Linked DNA regions of Zea mays: region 2 is linked to region 1. Evidence: chromatin contacts called from public Hi-C data. All regions are on one chromosome and are shown on one strand. The core of a region is the stretch at or near the end of the contact, and the rest is flanking DNA. Distances in the headings are between cores, read along the strand shown.

What was found. Hi-C and Micro-C count contacts between places; a contact is called where the count stands out from the background.
Region 2: a contact with region 1 is called in a Hi-C map of tassel, with 2.8 times the contacts expected there. The contact joins the enhancer-like site here to the promoter of LOC103632446 in region 1. A contact is called at or near these places in 2 of 25 Hi-C or Micro-C datasets (ear and tassel).

The regions. Positions count from the first base shown.
Region 1 is chr7:72,245,644-72,252,728 of Zm-B73-REFERENCE-NAM-5.0, reverse strand. It overlaps LOC103632446 (ENTH/VHS family protein), which reads left to right and starts at 3,377. Exons shown (of 6, transcript XM_008654255.2): 1 at 3,377-3,968; 2 at 6,574-6,675; 3 at 6,819-7,076. The coding sequence starts at 3,636.
Region 2 is chr7:72,657,566-72,664,650 of Zm-B73-REFERENCE-NAM-5.0, reverse strand. No RefSeq gene overlaps it. Among protein-coding and RNA genes, the nearest start is that of LOC103632451, 12 kb to the right of the region's middle. Within about 2 kb of position 3,585, at least 18 of the 20 cell types and tissues checked have an H3K27ac peak or open chromatin away from gene starts, as enhancers often do. A contact at or near this core is called in ear and tassel, where this site is marked.

The DNA of each region.
Region 1 (7,085 bases), core at 2,128-4,627:
ATGTGGTGGCAAAGTGCATATTAAGAGATATATGAGAGGCATAAACATGAGGAGCAGAACCATATAGACATTGAGGATTGAGAAGTTGCAGAGATGTACCTGGATGGGGATTGGCGTCGCAACTTACTGGATTGCAGAGATGTACCTGGATGGGATTGTTGGCAACGCCTATCTGTCTTGGGGGTGGCATGGTCCTTAAGTAACACCCCTTTCTCCATCGATGGGAAGTGGGCGAGGATTTGGGTGAGCTGTCTGCGTTGAAGGCGGGGAGGGGTTTGGGGAAGGGTGTCGTTGGTGGGGAGGAATTTGGGGAGCGGCTGCCGGCGTTGAAGGCGGGCGAGGATTTGGGGCGAGATCCGGCGTTGAAGGCGGGATGGGCTCGGGCTCTGACTCTGTTGGCGTTCGCGTCGTAGAAGGCGGCATCTCGGCCAGAGCAGCGCGTGGGGAGGAAGACGCGCGTAGAAGGAGACATTGGGGAAGGGTGTTCGCAGCCGTTGGGGAAGGGCACCGTTAGTGGGGAGAAAGCAGCGCCTGGGGAGAAATATATGATTTTTCAAATATAGAATTACCACACCTGCGCCTATTGAATTCAGCCTAGAAGCTGCTCTGGGAGTTCTGCCAATCAGGCACATCATAGAATCAGCATAAATAAGGCACACCCTTTTTTGGGAGATTCTGCACTTGCCTAACTAAATGATCCTCACGATGGAATAAAATTCACAGTATGTATGTTTATACCTTCTATCAATGATTTTACTAACCTTAAATTATTTTGATTAGATATCCATTTGGGGGCAGCAAAACTCGAGACAACAACTACGTAGCGCGTCAAGATGGCCATCGGGCAGCACGTAAGCGAGGATATCATATTGTGACTCTTTTGTCTAGGCTTCATTGGTCCCTCTTCCTCCAAGGCCCCGAAGATCTGCGCGATGATCACTATTCTCCGTGCTACTCGGGCGGCTATGAACATCGAGTTCAGCAAGGACATACTCCTTGACAAGCTCGCTAAGCTCAGCAACATGCAGATGTAGCAATGCATCAAGAGTATCCTTTTTCTACTTTTTCTTGTTCAAATATTTGGATTTTGGACTGCTTGAGGTACTTCTGTGATGTTTTGTGTGAATTTGCATCTTGTAGGGAGGCTCAACTTTTGAATCTATTGAAGCGCCATGATCAAGAATACAATGTTGATGAGATCAGCATGAATGACAAGCTCACCAACTGTGGCCATCAGATAACTATTATGGAATATGCCGGATTTCCTTTCCCCACTGTTGCCTTGAAGGTGTGTCCGTCCCTGCTCTAACAAATGAAGCCAGAATGCCTCCTTAATTTATAGATATATTTTTTCATTGAAGTTTATTAACTCTATTGAGTCTATTGCAAACTATGGTTTCAAATGCATCATGGCGGAGTCTATCAATAACACTTTTATTGTTGCTGCCACAACCATGATGGTACAAGCTTTACAAACCATGATATGTCCGTGCGTTGTAGTAGTAAGAAAGAACTAATGTTCACAGTTAAAAAGTGTGGAATGAGAACCGACATTAAAATAGGAGAATATATATAATGTGGGTTTCATACATATGTTCTATGTTTCACATCTACCACCGAAGGCCAAGTACATTTTGATATACTAGCCTAAAATGTTCCGCTGATCTGATATACTAGCCTAAAATGTTCCGTTGATCTGATTTTTTGCTACACCCTGCTGCCCTCTACATTTGGATTGTCTGTATCATCATTCTACCATTTAAAAGTAACCTACTAGCTAAGACCTTTCCATTCCCTCCCTTTCATGTGCAGCATTGCCAGTCACTAATAGATATGTTCTTTGGTTTTTGTCCTTTTATAGACTTGGGTTACATAAATGTGTTTCAGGTGTACACATCTGACTTAACATCACTTTTCTTATGGACCTGTCCAAGGTGCAAAGGCTACACAAAGGTTTGTTCTTCCCCTGCCTGTGGAAGTTGTTCTACATGTTCCTTGGTGGTTGATCAATTGTTTTTTTGCATAACTGGTGTAGGGATTTGAGGTGATATATAGAGATCATAGTACATGTGGAGAAGGTTGACTATCTTTGGTATTTCAGCAATGCTCTTTTGCTTCATTCAGTGTTCAATGCAAACTTATGTTTGATTATTTGTTAAAAATATGTAGGCATTTGTTGGAGTTATGTTGAACCCTTGATCCATTTCTCCTTGTTTTGACAATGCTGTGATGACAAAATTTACACTGCATTACCAGGAGCTGGGCCAACATTTACCATCCTAATCAATTGTAGATTCTTAGAAATTCTTGACATCATTGTATTATGCTGTAAATTTTTAATTAAATAACGTCACTGAAATGACATTTGCGTTGAGAATTGCATGTGGGTAAATGGATCTTGTTCATTGGCGCATAATCCATGCATACTGAGTTTGTTAATCTACTCTTCTAACTTCTAAGGTGCTCACCATTTTAGAATTAAGGGGCAACTGTGTAGGTGTGGCACTGTGGCATGTCCCTGACCCCAGTGGCCCTCCTCTCAGATCCTCTGTCAGAGAACTGCATGTGCAGGCAAGGGCTGAAATACCTAATGAGTATTAGCCCTTGATGAGGGATTACATTGTTATTGCAAACTGAGGAAGCTCGGACATCTACATAACAACAATGTTATACTCTGTACGATTCTAATTCTACCCAGAAGTTCTTGTTTAGAGTACAAATTCTAATCAGAGGTGTTGCTTTCTAGGCATGCTGTTATGGTGGGGGTAGGTGTTGCTTTCTAGGCATGCTGTTATGGTGGGGGTTCTTAGGCGTGTGACATTGCTCAGTGAGCAGCTAGCAGATGCATAATTCGTATAATATAAGTAGCATAACCAGATCATAATCGACCCGAATTTAAAACTGTGTTGAAGATCTGGTTTAAGCATTCGATGAAAGGTGATCCCCAGATATCTTGTATTCCTTACCAGCGGTTCCATTTAGTTCATCTCTCATGAGCTATGAATAAGTGGACTTCTACTTTTGCAGGACTAACGCATGGACCGAGGAAGCGCAATGACAAGCCTGATAGCCTAGAACTCATGAAAGGGATGTCTCTACAACATGTATTATTATCCATCCCATCTTTGTTTAATGGCCACAACTGCTTTATACAATTATTCCAACTTATGCTAGATTGTGAGACATTGTATATCAATGTATTCATATTGATTCTGTTGCAATGCACGGGCACTCACCTATAACAATATAACACACATATATACATAAGTTATCGTGTTATTATATAGTTTCGTTGCAACGCACGGGCACTCATCTAGTAGTAATAGAGAAAGGAAAACAGAAGTGTGCCATGCTCTGCGTCCTCTTCTTTCGCGGCTCCCTTCTCCCGTCTTCCTACCTGGCTACCTCCGGTCTCCAGACCCGAAACGCTGACGCCAAATCAAATCAAACCTTGCTGCCTTCTGCATCCGGTAGCAGCAAGTCGCCGCTTGTGCCCTTCCTCCTCACTTTCCCTCGCTGACGCCCGATCCCCATGATTCGATTACGCGACCCGCCTTGCAAACCCTAGCTTCTCCCGCTCTCTCCCTTTCCAATGCGCCCCAAACCCTAGCTTCCCGCCCGCCCACCCGCCGGTCATGCGCGCCTCCGCCTCCGCTGTCCCCATGGAGGCCTCCGCCTCCGCCCGCAGATCCGCCGCTAGCCCCGACCCCGGCGCGAAGAAGCCGCGCCTCGCGCAGCCGCCGGCACGGGACCCCAGATCTTACGCCGCTGCCGCCGCCGCCTCCAATGGCGGCGCAAGCGCCGCCGAGCAAGCGCTGGTTGACGAGCTGCTCGGCCAGTACCGGACCGCGCTTGGGGAGCTCACCTTCAATTCCAAGCCCATCATCACCAACCTCACCATCATCGCTGGCGAGAACCTCCAGGCCGCTAAGCCCATCGCCGCCGTAATCTGCGCCAACATCCTCGAGGTGACCTTTGTCTTTGACTCCTCTTACGCTCGTCAAACTGCCGTCTCCCCTTCTTCCTCAATTCACCATGTAAAAGTAACTCTAAGGCGCCAAGCATCCACTGGCGGTCCCTTATGCTAGATACAGCACGTGTGCTTGGTGGTGTGGTATGATTTCCAAGCCTCTGTGCATTGTGCACACTAGTGTCCACGCTAGCTATCAAGATCAGTCGCTGTGATGTCGCAAACGAGTTGTGTGTACAGTAGATGCAAAAGGAAATGCTGATTTACCTATCTTTGCTGAGAAATCTCTTTCCCATCTCTTTTCTCTCCCTCTTGCTCTCTTGTGTCCGCTGAGCTTGTTTTGTGATACTAATATACGTGATTTATATGATTTCAAACGCAAAGTTCCTCGTTCAACTTTGTTTGAACTTTGTTTCTGAAGTGTTTATTGATGTTGGGTACCAGTCGAAATTCTATGAAGAACTACAACATGGCAACATAATTAAATTATGGGGCAATTGTGATTATACACTTCTGATCTTGCAATTGTGATTTTACCTCTCCTTTTTTAACTTTGTGATTTTATCCCTATGCTTTGAAAATGAAGCTGCGCCCTCTCCTTTAACACCATTAGCGAAAATCGGAATTAGTGATTAAAAAATAAAAAATAAGGGGTAAAATTACAATTGCAAGGGGAGAGAAGGGTATAATCACAATCAACCCTGAAAAATTCAACATTTTTTCAGGGTTAATTATGATTATACCCTTCTCTCACCTTGCAATTGTGATTTTACTCCTGGTTTTTTATTTTTAATCACTAATTTTGATTTTCATCAGCTTCGTTTTCAAAACAGTGTGGTAAAATCACAAAGTTGAAAAACAAGGGGTAAAATCGAATTGCAATGTGGTAGAAGGGATCACAATTGCTCCCTCTCATTTTCGAAGGGGATGAAGTGGAGAAGGGACCTGATAAATATATTCATACGCCGAAACTCATGAAAAATTACGAAGTTTAAAAATGGAAGTTGCAATGGCATGACGAAGGTAAGATTCACGTTCCCTTAAATGATTGAACTTACAAGAAGCACATTATCAATGAACAAGTCATAAAGTAGGGAACTAGATGTGCAACTGAAGCTAAGTATGTAAAGACCGTGTTATCATGTATCTTTGGAAGTTCTCTTGACAGATGTAAAGACCGTGTTATCATATATCTTTGGAAGTTCTCTTGACAGGGGATAGATACAGGAGCAGGGATGTAAAATGCCGATCTCTGTAGCAGTAACACTGTTAATCTATTTATAGGATCAAGCTGCTATATACCTTCATATGAAATTACAATTTTGCCCTCCCTATTACATAATTGTCATACTCAGCAACAGGAGTACAATTTCGTCATTTTATGTCTTTGACGTGCCGTGTACAACTTTTCTTTTCCCTGTACTGTAAGGCTTTGGCTTCATTGGTCAGCGCCTTTGACTTCGAAGACATTAGGGCTTCGGTGCTTTGAAGATGTTAGGGCTTTGGCGCTTCAAAGATGTTAGGGCTTGGACGTTTCGAAGACGTTAGAGCTTTGGCTTCTTTTATTCATCCGAAGGTTCAGCTTCATCATTGGTCCGAAGCTCACCTATGCTTCAGATTTGATTTCTTTCGTTACCTTGAAACTGTAAACTGGACAGGCCTCTGTTAATATGGACCTTCGGTCAGGGACTCTCCACATTAATTGGTTTATATAAGTTTGAGACTCCTGTGACATGGCAAAACAAATATGAACATTGTGTTTTGACTTTTGGACCACCCTCTGCTAATTAGAGGGCTACAGCAGTTACCACTGGTATGAAAACATCATAAGTTGTCAGCAGCATGGTTGAACATTGAACCAGGCTTCAAAAGCGTTTCAATCCCACACTCTCCATAAACTTGTGTACAGATTATATCCTCACGTTGCAGTAACTATTATACTATTCTCATGCTGACCAGTGAAGAAGTTATCACTTTGTGTACCCTAATCTGTTGAATTGCAATATGTTCCAGATTTCAGAAAGTTCTACTACAAACTGAAGTTTATGATACACCGTCTTGTACATATGAAAAATATGTCCATGCACTGGTAAAAGGACATGGAATTGCGAAGTATAATATATGCCACAAGTGTGGCCTGCACTGTGCTTCTCCTTACACTCCTGGATAACCGCTGAGCATTAGTTGACTTGGTTTGTGTATTACTTTGTGTAACCTTGCTGCTTTACATGGTTTGAGACGGCATGTTATCTATGCTCGTTTTGTTTCGTTGGTTGTGTTCTAAAATGAAACATTACTGGATTCTTTAGAAGTAAGGTTGAGTCCTAGTCACTGGATGAAAGGAATGACGAATAAACACAATTGAACCTTCTCAGATATGTAGTTGTGTGAATTGTAAGACTCGCACCGTTGTATATGTTCTGTTTTCAAATCATATCTGCCAGTGTTCTTGTCTTGAATCCACATTGTCGAGGTATATCAACATGTGGTTTTTCTTGTCACCCTGTATTACTATAATCCACTATAGTGTTACACAATTGTTATGCACTATGTATGGAGGAGGGGGTGTATCTGTTTTATTTGATGGTTGCTTGTCCCTGTAGGTTCCAAGTGAACAGAAACTACCATCGCTGTATCTGCTTGACAGTATTGTAAAAAATATTGGAAAAGATTATGTCAAACATTTCTCAGCAAGATTACCAGAGGTTAGTATTTCATTTTGCACCATCTTCTTGACATGGGAACAGAGATGGTTCCTACCCCTGGAAACCATATTTATTTATTGAGAGGATGACTTGGACATCACAATAACTAAGTTTTCTTTGGTTGTATTTTTCATTTTTGCTAGGTGTTCTGCAAGGCATATAAACAAGTTGATCCTTCTATACATCATAGCATGAGGCATCTTTTTGGAACATGGAAAGGAGTGTTTCCTCTACCTCCTCTCCAAACGATTGAGAAGGAACTTGGTTTTCAGTCATCTACCAATGGATTATCAGGTGCTGCACCATCAAGGACTGATTCTCAATCGCCGCGTCCATCCAATAGCATACATGTAAATCCAAAATATTTGGAAGCGAGGCAGCAGCTCAATCAACCAACTAAGGCAAGATAT
Region 2 (7,085 bases), core at 2,336-4,835, 410 kb before region 1:
CAAGAGCAGTGGCTGGCCTCCTCATGCCGAAGCGAGACCATATGGGACGTTGAATAATCCCTTTTATACCTACCCTCTCAACTAAGTTATTCTTCACATAAAACCATTCTTACATCCATGCTCCTGGCCACCTTTTCTGAAATGTTAGAACTGGATAACTTACATCAGAGCGAGGCACGAAGCCAAAACAACCAAAGTTGTTGTGATACTACTCCTTGCCAGTAGCCTTCGTCTCATACAGCAGCTTGTGCATGTTGCAGAAGCATTTTGCCCTTGGCTTCTCATGGCTCAAATAAAAGCCCCCATACTGATAATGGCTTTAGGGGTAATCTGATGAAGGAAAATTTCAAAGGTCTTCAGCACTTCAACCAGGAATTTGCTTAACGGGAACCGAAGCCCTGCCTTCATGAAGCTCCTGTAAACAACCACTTCATCTTCTTCGGGAGCAGGGGCGGCACTATCCCCTCTAGCTCTCACAATGGAAATATCTCAGAAATATCTCCGCTTCATAGCATCAATTTGACTCTGCTTAATGGATGATTTTCCGAAGATGGTGTGATTTGGTCGCCAAGACCGATTTTCAGCATCTTCGTCTTCACTTTCCATATCAAAGCTTCCGCTATCGTCAAAATCTTCAGACAAATCAGCTAGCATTTCATTTGTAATCTTCTCTGTGTTTGTCTTCTCCATAGCCTCGTAAAAACCAGCTAGTGCAGGATCAACAACCTTCTTCTCGTCAGCCATTTGATGGGCACTTGAACAAATGTCGAAGCTCACAAAAAAGCGAGATCTGACAGAGCAAGAAAATTAAAACTTGAAAAAAATAGCACAAAAGATTGAGATGGCGCAGCAAATGCTGTCGCTGCGGGTTCCTATTTATATGCCCAAGCGCATTGCAACTTGGTGGGCCCTACATGTCATTGACTTTCGCTATTCTAGCGAAGGGAAGGTGTTTTATTGGACCTTTGGCAAAAGGCCTTCGTTCACGTCACAGTCTGAATTTGTTAAATGCAAAAACAAATTAATACTACGAGGGGCTACCGTTGGAGGCCTTCCTCTTCAGAAGGTCCTCAAAAGACTTAACTAACATGTTTTTTCATTATAACATAGACTGTTACAGGAGGCTTCAACTTTGAGATAAAGGTGTGCGTGGTATGAAGGAGCAGTCTAAATGAAGGACAAGCTAGCTCTGAAGCTGTAGCTGAAGGAGCTTCGGCTCAGCACGTTGACGATGGTGAAAGGAGAAACCGACTTAAAGGGGAAAAGACTGCTTAGTCCTCGACAGCTTGCCTTATGATCAACAGTAAATGTCAATGACATGAATGTAATTTCATCCAGGCTGCGTCCTGTGCTTATAAATAGATGAACAGTAACACCATACTATTCACGCTGACTTGTAATCACTCTCGCGTCACTCTCGCTTTTTCACCTTCTGTCAAGCCGAAGGTACTAATGTAATATAAATATCATTGATGTTTATTCATGTTTATATAAAATAAGAATATGAATAGTCTAATGATTTGAAATGATTATTCATATTCCCTTTGTGTTTCATATGTCTCTATTTATATTCTTGCTTACTGAAATGATGAAGGTATGTCCTTCATGACCTTCGTCTGAAGATCATTATATCATAAGGGAGATAATGCTTCGAAGGACAAAGGTCTCTAATCGTTAACAATTGTGTTGCTTTATTTTTGGTATTTAGCATCCGAGAACAAGGACCAACACTACCTATAATCTACCTTAACTACATAACCCTACTTAGGCACCGACACCAAAACCCGAGAAGGAAGAGAAGATCGACCTCGACAAGGAAGGATATAATAGTCAAAGCGAATCTTGAGATGAATCAAGACTTAAACATTTCGGATGAAGTCTTTTCCTCACCATAATCTTTCTTATCCCAAACTATTCTTGCCCTAACCTTACTTAACTTCAACCTTCTCTACTTCTGCCAAAACAGCCAAACATAAAAGATTCCCATAACCACTGGTTAAATTAAATTAGAAAGAAACTTCCTAAATTTGATCTCATTTGGAAAACTAAACGTCGACCGCAAACCAAACCTTATGCATCCCTTTTCTACTAATCTCAAGGATGAGATTATTTTTAAGGGGTAGACTTTGTAACACCTCAAATCATATTTTGGTTAATTTAGCGAAGTTATCCTAATGTCTAAATAATTATGGTTTTAAAAAGATATTTAAATAAAGGGTCCTCATATAAATTAATAGTTTCATTGAATCATATGTTCAAAAGTATTTTCCATAAGATTCAAAGTAAATTATCTCTCCATAAGAATCATACAAAATAAATAATCATAACACATTAAGCTTTGAATAAGATTTTAATTGGACAAACCATGTATCTCTTGAAAATTAAAGTTCTTTGTGTGTGTACAACACATTTGCAATACTATAGTTAATATAAAAGTACAATAATAATAAGTATATATTTCATAATGCTGGAATTTTGTATTCTGCAATTGAAATGGGATATTCAAAATCAAACTTTAACTTTCAATTTGAAAAGTTGAAAATAGGAGAATTAATTATTCTTTAATATTATGCTCCATAAAATCATTCATAAAAATAATAAATAAATAAAGTTATATAATTGCACACATGTTGAAGTTTTTGCTGATGTATATTTGAAGTTAATATTGGTTTAAATTTGAAACTTGAATTTGAAAGTAAATATGAAAAATGAAAAAAGAGAATAACCTGTATGTAGGCCGCCTTCTTCTCCCGGCCCAGTAAGTCTGATTCTCCCTGGCTGCCGTGCGGCCCATGGGAGGAGAACGCAGGCGCTGGCGTGTGGGACCGGAACTCCAGCTGCGCTGCGGTCTGCACTCCTCACCGCCATGTGGTCCCCCTCGACAGTCAGTTCTTCGAGCCCTCGGGTTTGTGAGGCTCGGATCGAGCTGTTACAACTGAATCGACCGTGATCTCGGGAGCGTGCCCACCTTCTCGGACTCAAGCCAGGGTATAAAGTCGTGCCCTCCCTCGTCCATCCGCACCTTGGGCACCAACACCTCCGCTTGAGCTGCCAGGATCGAGCAAGTAGGAGTCGGGGGGTGTCCGGAATCACGGCCATGGTCGATTCGGGCCTGCGCAGGCACCAACCTCTTGGTGGTTGTTAAGGAGGGTCGCTCGCGTCGCTTGGAAACTGCACACGACAAACACGGATCATAGAGAAGCCTCGGACCGCGATGAATTTCTCTCCTAAGTCAGGGCACCGCCGCGAAGCCGCGTCACACCGTGGGCACCCCAAATCCCAACACCTCCGACGGTAAATCCACCATTCTCAAGTTCGCCCCGACCTCCACATTATGTAGCGCGTTTCTGGGGGAAGAAATTATCACCTGGGGGGCCATGGTGCGGTTGCCGGCGGGTTCCCCGCCGTGTGAGCAGGCGGCGCCGCCTCTGGTTGTCACGTTTTAATGGGTTGGGCGCGGATGCCGTTGAGCCCTCAGCCAACGATCGATATTAAAACCAACTTAACCTTTCGCCGATTCAATCCTCTCCATTGATCCAGAATCATGTGGCCAGCGGCGCATACCGGTTCGGATGTGTTTTGGGTCGTCCGATGATGATCTAAGGGCTTGGGATCGCGCGTGTGTAGACAGCCGGGGTAGTATTGCTAAAGAGCCCCTACACATTTGACAAATTAACCCACCATCCTACTGAATGCAAAAATAATTACAGATTAGACCATTTCTTTTTAGATAGCACCCTGGAATTCTAAGGGATTTCGATCGTGGTCCAGGAATTTATGTTTAATAATAAAATTAATTCTAAAATGAATTTTAATAATTCTAGAATCTTGTTTAACTCATAATTAATTCATTTTAACTCTGATTGGATCCGTTCAAATTGCGTAAACTTCGTAATAAAATTATTTACACATTAAAACATTATTCTTAACCTTCCTCATACTTTTGTAATTGGCTATTTATTTAGCTTATGTTAGTTGATTAGTCAATCTAGTCAAGTCAACTTGTCCATAATTATAAATTAGCTAAAATATGGTCTCAAATGAAGCTATAACTGAGATTAAAGTTCAATTGGCTATGTTCTTGTAAACTTTTCTCTCATAGTTTATGATAATCAACATAAAACATGATTCGCTATTTAATCACCTAAAACTTCAGAAAACCATATCTTATTAACCATAACTCCGATTTTAGTGGTTCCCAAACCCACACTCCCATAGCATCACGAAGAATACTCTTGTGTAACTTTTGATTATGTTTGGTGTAATATTAATTTTGCCTATACCATGTTTGTTTGTATTGCTATGACTAGCGCGAGGTCACGAGTCACTTGAAGAGCAAGTTGGTACCTGGAATCTCGAGTCCCAGGCATGTTGTGCCCTTGATCACATCTATTTACCCAATAATGTTCTCTGTAATCATTTTGGCATGCATAGGCTTAATTTTGATGGGACCCAATAGGTCACCCTAGTTTGGTTATCTTTACACCTTGTTACCCCTGAACTTTTGGTAGTCTTTGCTATTGCCATATATATATACTAGGTGGATGCCCGTGCGTTGCAACGGGAAGATAAAATATTATGATAACTCATGTACAAATGTGTTATAATATTATAGGAAAATGTTACAAATGTGTTATAATGTTTAGGAAAGAAAACAAACCCACAGCCTGTGCATTCACTGGGACCTGAAAACATTAGGTGGACTAACCTCTCCACAGGACGAAAAGGCAATGGAGTTGCAATTGCAAGCACACAAAAAAGTGGCCTGCACAAGAAAGCGTATATCATGGCAGATGTTCTTCGGACTTGGAAAATAATACACGAGAAAAAGAAGACATGGAAAATATGTAGTTCTACACGCCTATTGTTGATGCACCATCGGTATTGCACGAATCAACTTGTCTTACAATTTCTAATAATAGTCAAATATATCGACAACCGTACATTAATCTAATCTTTTTTAGCGATACTGATAAGTCGTTGTTGTATGTTTGGAGGGATAGCATAACGGCATGAATTCTCCTCGTAACTTAATAGATAAATTACAAAGTTTCTTCGAAGAATCTTTGCATCCTACACACAAAGACATAAGAGAACAAAACGTCAAATGTATATTATGTAACTGAAATGTATGTTTGAACATGAACCAAACGTACTTCACTCACCCTATTAAATTCCATTCGTCTACCACTCCCCCACATGACCATAGCTTGTAGAACGAAGTAGCTTGTATTAACCCTACAGAATAATGTTTGACCAACTATATTATATACAATGGTTATCATAGAAAAAATTTAAACTGTTGAGAACATGGTATTGAGAAAATACCCTTTTAAGTCCATTGGAAGACCAGACCGAATTGTATGTTCCCACTTAAAAATATCATCTGCCCATCCAGAATGTTTCTTATTGTAGGCAATCTTATATTTCTTAGAGGCCATGATAATTGCTTCCGCAAACCTCTTGTATGGCATGTGTTTACACCAATCTTGAGTGGGTGTAAAGTCTATAAAAGTTACGTGCTTTTTACCATGATCGATTATGAAAAGTGCGTAGCATCCGTTGAATTTCCATGGCATAAGAACCTACAAAATATCAATCATTAGGATTGCAACGAAGTGCCTTTTATCAATACATTCGAAATGAACACATACTTACATATTTACAACTAGTGATATAATAGTTCAATGAAGGCCAACAGTCGAGTGTTTTAGCTAACTCTTCTGCTGTAGGATCCTGATGGTACTTTGGAAGTTTAGCAAAACCAACCATTCTCTAGATAAATATAAATATATGTCCACATGAGGATTATATGTATAGATACAATATATTACTACATTATTGATTGGAAACAAACTTACCCAGAAGCGCATGTCCATATAATGTTTTTTATCCTTTATCATTTCATCTTTCGACATATGTGACTCTTTAATGGCCAACAATCGAACAGCCATGTCAAAACATTTTAGAGTCATATCTAGATTTACCCTTAATACGTTTTGCAGGTCTTTGACAGATATTTCTATCTTAAAAGGGTTGAAACTTCGCACCCATGTCATCCTGTAATGCAACATGACAAAAGTATATATCAAAACTCTACGTAGTTAGTACATATAAAATAGATAAAATAATGAGCACTTACTCTAATGTCGTATCATCTTGGATTGTCATGATGTAATCACATAGAACATCTATTAAATCGGCTTTGGTCACTGGCATGTCCTTTGTGGAAAGGCCACTCAGTAAAAATTCATTAGTGCACTCATCGGTCGGGATTTTTATAGGAGTTCTTTTATCCCAATCATGAACAAACCACCTTTCTAAGTCTGCTTGAGTGATGGGGCCATCATCATCTTCCATCAATACTTCGCTTTCTTCAGATACACAAAGTAGTTTCCTCTTCTTAGGATTTGTGGGACTATCTAATATCTGAACATCAGAGGAACATCCAGCATCAACTTCTTTGTCATACTTGTATAACGGACACCCCTTTCTCTTGTTTATATCTGAAGATAGTAATATAGCAGCCAATTTTTCCTAAAGTGTGACATGTCATCCTGCAAATAAGAAACAATTTATTTAGAAATTATATGTATCAATTGATTTGGCATAATAACAGAAGACAACAAACAGATATTCATGTTATAGCCACATGTAATTTATTGTTAAAATAGAGACCCATCAGAAAGTGCAAACTGCCAACAAGAAAATCTGTGCATGTGACAAATATGCAGATTGCAGTTATGTTCACAGTGTATGCAAAGCAAAACGACTGAACCAATCATAAAAAATCATCGGTCGTACGACAAACAATAAAGGCGAGCACGACCTGGAACGACCTGGAACAGTAGGGATGCAAACAAGTCTGCAGCCTGAAAGAAAGCTCTACCACAATTCATGGCGTCCATGATGCACGCATAATGTCATAGTAGTAATAAAATACCTGGGTAAAATTATCAGATAGTTCATCCCCTGTCCAGTATTCGATATAGTTTAGTAGAAAGAGGCCACACGAGGAGCTACATCAACCAGATGATAAAATGTCAAGATTAATAGCAATGAATATTAATAGCAACACAAAAGAA